Regions from separate parts of the Hordeum vulgare genome. Here region 1 is linked to region 2. The links are chromatin contacts, called in public Hi-C maps. All regions are on one chromosome and are shown on one strand. The core of a region is the stretch at or near the end of the contact, and the rest is flanking DNA. Distances in the headings are between cores, read along the strand shown. Region 1 holds the start of LOC123427277 (cytokinin dehydrogenase 8-like). Region 2 holds the start of LOC123427274 (regulator of nonsense transcripts UPF2-like).

What was found. A called contact is a pair of places that touch in the nucleus more often than the background predicts.
Region 1: a contact with region 2 is called in a Hi-C map of leaf, with 10 times the contacts expected there. The contact joins the promoter of LOC123427277 here to the promoter of LOC123427274 in region 2. A contact is called at or near these places in 3 of 6 Hi-C or Micro-C datasets (leaf and seedling).

The regions. Positions count from the first base shown.
Region 1 is chr2H:563,123,551-563,126,250 of MorexV3_pseudomolecules_assembly, forward strand. It overlaps LOC123427277 (cytokinin dehydrogenase 8-like), which reads left to right and starts at 1,348. Exons shown (of 5, transcript XM_045111284.1): 1 at 1,348-2,202; 2 at 2,362-2,489; 3 at 2,584-2,700. The coding sequence starts at 1,617.
Region 2 is chr2H:562,865,300-562,867,999 of MorexV3_pseudomolecules_assembly, forward strand. It overlaps LOC123427274 (regulator of nonsense transcripts UPF2-like), which reads right to left and starts at 1,341. Exons shown (of 17, transcript XM_045111282.1): 1 at 1,045-1,341; 2 at 654-765. The coding sequence starts at 725.

The sequences.
Region 1 (2,700 bases), core at 98-2,597, 260 kb after region 2:
CGATTGTGCTTTATATAGCAGAAATTGCGTTTGGAGCTTGGCCTCCATAAAGGCTTTTAAATTTGAAAAACAAATTTCATGAAAATTCATGTTTTCATATTTCAAAATATTCTAAAAAAATACAGAAATAAACGAGGAGTAACACACATGTGTGTAAGTGTAAATTTTCAGAAAAAAATACATTGAAATGAGGGCTATAAAAAAGATGAATCTAAGGCTTTTGAACACATTACACAATGTATCGTTCCAGACCATGAATTTATCAGATTGTATTTTAAATTATTTCATTCTAAAATTTTACATACATATACACAACATCCTTCTTTACTTGTATATATTTTTAGACTTTTTTAAAACCCAAAAGATTAAATTTTAAATTGTTCAAATAATTCTAGTCTTCATGCAGGCCGAGCTCCAAACGTCCGTTCTCATTATAGAGCCGTTTGCCCGTTTTATTCAACGCGCGTCTTATTTAGCGCATGCGTTGGGAGATGCTCACGGCAGGCGACGCAAGTGACGTTCCGTATCGGACGCGTGGGTTGGTACTTCGCCTCAGACGCCGGCGGCGAGTGCATGCACGTAAGGTGTACTAGGTGGGTGTCGCTGCCAGCAGTGTGGAGCACAAGTACGCCACGGACGCACGGGGTGCGCGCCGGCGCCAGGCAGGCCGCAGTGGAGAAGCGCCGCTGCTGACACGCACGGTCGCCCGCTCTCTTGCTCGTTGAAGTTTCTGCCCGCACGGCGTCGCTCGCCAGAGAGCGAAGCCAAGACGGGTCATTCATTCCACAGTGCCGGTCAAAACGGTCGCTGGCAAGTAGTAATGCCGTCTAAGCGTCAGCCACAGTGACCACCGAGGTGGATCGGTGCTCTCGTAGCCATCGTCCAGAAGACGACTGACAGCTACGTGCCGTGCTGCATACATATAGATACTCTACAGATCCTTTTAATAGAAAAAGTACATGGGTTTCTGTAGTTTTATAAAATATGTACAGGGTCTGTTTTCAAAGACATGGACCGAACAAACCACATCGTACGCTTCTGCAATCCAGTAGCAATACGAGCTGAGTGCTCTTTTTTAAGTGGAGTAAGTTGCTTCCTTGCCCAAGGTTTAGTAGTAGTAGCTAGCAATCCTCTTGGGAGAAATGCGATCGATGAGTGGAACGGAGGGAGGGAGGCAGGGCCGGGCCCTCGTGGATCCGCCGTACCCCAGCTTGGGGTTTCCATTAGATTCTCTGGCGGCCCGACCGCGTCACGGCACCGCTTACGACCGACGACAGAGACCGGCTGCTCTCCTCTCCTCTCCTCTCCTCTCCCTCCGCTTGTATATATCCGCGAGCTGTCTCGCGGTCTCGCCTCGCTCCTCCTCCCTCCCGTCCCTTTTCCATTCCATCGATCCACAGTTCTTGTGGGAACCCAAGGATCCATCCAGACAGAGACGCCCCCGACCGAGGCAGCAATCACCAAACAGCTAGCGCGAGCGAGGGTGCACGACGACAACACATTCAACTGCCTCCCACTTCCATCGGCCTCGTCCAGCGAGGAGCGCCATTTGGTCCTGTCCAAGCGCGGGCTAGACGGCTAGACGCTCGATACACGGAGCTGACTGGCCGAGAACCATGGACCTCAAGGCGCTGTACATGTACGCCGCCGTCCTAGCCCTGCTCCTCTGCTCCGCGGCGACCTTCATCCAGAGCCCCACCGACGTGTTCGGACCGGTGGCGCTCCTCGAGCCAACCCCGTCCTCGGCGCGCGACTTCGGCGCCATCGTCTCCGACGCGCCCTTCGCGGTCCTTCGGCCGGAGTCCACCGCCGACATCGCGCTCCTCCTGACCGCCCTGTCGACGGCGCCGCCGCACCCGAGGGCGACCGTGGCCGCGCGCGGCGTCGGGCACTCGCTCCAGGGCCAGGCCCAGGCGCGCGACGGCATTGTGGTGGAGACGCGTTCCCTGCCACGCACCGTGGTGGTGGTGGCGGCGCGGGCGAGCGGCGAGGCCACCGCGCACGCGTACGCGGACGTGGGCGCCGGCGCTCTGTGGGTGGAGGTGCTGGAGGAGTGCCTGAAGGCCGGCCTGGCGCCGCTGTCCTGGACGGACTACCTGTACCTCACCGTGGGCGGGACGCTGTCCAATGCCGGCATCAGCGGCCAGGCGTTCAAGCATGGCCCGCAGATCAGCAACGTCCTGCAACTCCAAGTCGTCACAGGTATGCAGTACTCCACGCCCACCGCGCACATGCAGCCTACTGTCAATTTCTTCTTCTCATAAACCCTTTCTCTGTTTGATCTGTAAGAAAAAGAAAGAGAGCACTGAACCTGTAAATTTCTGCAGTAATTTACCCCTTTTCCCATGCTCTTGGCTGCAGGGAGTGGGGAGATCGTGACATGCTCACGCACCAAGACCCCGGACCTTTTCTTCGCAGTTCTTGGCGGGCTTGGCCAGTTTGGCATCATCACCAGGGCAAGAATTCTCCTCCAAGAAGCTCCTCCAAAGGTAAATGCATGGCTCGTACCAATCGCCTCATGCCCTCTTTTTTTACTTCCATTGTTCTTACTTCTTACCATCCTGAATTCCTGATGACGATCAGGTGAGATGGGTGAGGGCCTTCTACGACAGCTTCGAGACATTCACCAAGGACCAAGAGCTCCTGATCTCAATGCCGGAGCAGGTGGACTACGTGGAGGGATTCATGGTTCTGAATGAG
Region 2 (2,700 bases), core at 91-2,590:
GATTGCAACATATACAATCGTCCATTAACTCTAACCAAGGCTTTCAAAGATGCACGAGAGAAAGGACGCTAAGCCCGCATGGCCATTTCTTTAATTGGTGTAATGTTGACAAAACATTTTTCCTTGATTTAAAATGTACTTGGCATCTGCCAAAAGGCATTTGGGCAGCTTGCTCATGGTGACATGGGAATAAAGAGGCAATTGGAGAGAATTTACACCAAATAATGCCAAGCAACTACCCTTAATCGCTTTTTCATGAACTGTAATACTGTCAAAGGTGGGCTCTATATAGTGGGTATCCTACCTTTTGAACTATTGTTACCCAAGCACAAGAAACCTAATCAATTAGACTACAGCGGTACTGCAGTATCACATATAAAGAGGTTAATGATATTATGAAATTCAAATACATCATCAGTACTGAATAACACTCCTCACAACTTTTAAAATCATTTACTCACTAGATATCAAGGTTACTAAATCCAAATTTCTGCCAGAATACGAACATAGTGACGATAGTAACACTCTAAAAGGACAGGAATTATGAAGTGTTAACTACAAGGTTCGAACATCTGTAAAAGGTCAGGCAGGCGGTTACCCATTTTGAGACTACTCATTTCATATCATTGCTACTTGAGTTGTACCATTCTCACCTCATTGTTATGATGATGCCCCTCTTCATCTTGCTTTTTCCCCTCGTGGCTCTCGATTTCCATGTGCTCCATTCTTTTTCTCCGCAGACGAAATGTGGACAATCACGCCAAGCTGCCAAGCAAATCCAAAACGGCACATCAGCACTAAATATTTTGCGGGGACTTCAATTGCAGAACGATAGTCTCTATATCATGAAAAACATAAGCACCCGACAACAAGTAACCGGGGTATAAACCCTAGAGATAGTACAGCACGGCTCGCCTGTTGCTCTGCTAGAAACCTAGCGATGATAACTGGAATTAATGAGTAACTGCCGGACCTAGGGCGGATCTAGACGGTGCGCGACCGACCCAAAATTCGTGGGGGCTGGACAGAAAAAAAGGCTGATACCTTAGAAACCAATGTCCAACATGACGAACGGCGTGCGGGAGGGGAGACACCAGGGCCGTCAGGTAGAACGGGAACGGCGGTGGCGGCGCCGCGCGTGAGAGGAGCAGGGGGTGTGTGGGCTGAAGCGTCGGTGGCGGCGCTAGGCACGGCACGGCGGCAGCTCTAGGGCACGGCGGTGACACCTTAGGAGCAGGAGAGATTTTGTCAGGGGTTCAGTTTGGAGGTTTGGATTCGGGAGAGGCCGTGAGGGAGAGGAGAAAGAAACAGGACGATGGAGACGTGGAGGGGTCAGGGGTGGGATTTGACTGTCGCCGACTCGATGGCATACATGGCCATATGGCCCGTGCTTTTATGGCTGGCCCGTGGGCCCGGCACGGCCCTTCGGGGTCGTTTTGGCAAGCCAATAATAAGGGAGGGGGCGAGACCTTAAGGCTGGGGGTTCCTATGTGCCTCTTATTCGCTAGAGGCACGGTCCTGTCACTCAAAAATGAAGAAAAAATATGTTTCCTTTTTTCTATTGTGAGAGGCACGGTTTTTTCGTCCGTGACTTTCTAAAAGAAAAGGTTCGTCCAAACCTATCAACATGGAATATAATTTTAAAGATATCAACATGAAAAATCCAACAATAAAAATGGTTTGAGATTTGGATGCGCGGTTTAAAAGATCAAATATTTTAAAAATACGGATCGACGAAAAAAAGGAAAAAATCTCAAGTTTCGACAAGTGACACACATGCAGCGTGTCACTTGTTTCAACCTGAAATGCGGGAGTGATCTTTGAAAAATGTACTTCTCAATTAATGATTTCATGCATCTGCGGCAAATACATGCTCCATGGCATAGGATGCGCCCCGACTGGGTGGCCCATTGATGTGCAGCGTGAATGCGTGTGAAAAATCACAAAAAAAGGTTGATCGCGCTTCTTGCGAATCGAACCCGGGTCACCAACTCAAGTGCGCTTGCTGCTAGACACTACGACCAAAAATTCTCGTAGCAGAAATACATCGCAAGAGTTAAAATAGCAGTAGTGGACTTAACACTATTCGAAACAGTCCTAGACAATATTTCAAAATTTGAGTAATTTCCTGACCTTACGACCAATTTTCGAAAACCCGAACATTTTTCTAAAGTGATAAACACATTTTGAATTTATTTAACTTTTTTCATAAACACGAACATTTTTCGAATTTGTGAACAAAAGTTCAAAATGGGGACAAATTTTAAAATCATGAACATATTTAAATTTTGGAACATATTTCGAAATGGAGAAATATTCTCAATCAAATTTATAAAAAAAATCAAAAAGCAAGCATTTTTTATAATATAGGACTTTTTCGAAAACATGAACCTTTATCCAAAAATAGAAAACATGAATGTTTTTTCGAAACCGAAACATTTTTCAAATTCCAAAACATTTTTTGGATATGTGAACATTTTTCAAATTCAAAAAAAATGAATATGCGAAATATTTTGAAAAAATTGGGACATTTTTTTAAACTTCCAAACAAAACTTGAAAGCATGAACAATTTTTTAAACTTGAGTACATATTTTGAAAATCCCAAAGAAAAATTGAAACATGAACACTTGAATTTGCGAACAATTCTTTAAATAGAAACATTCGTTGAAGCTCCCAGCAAAATTTAAAAACGTGAACCT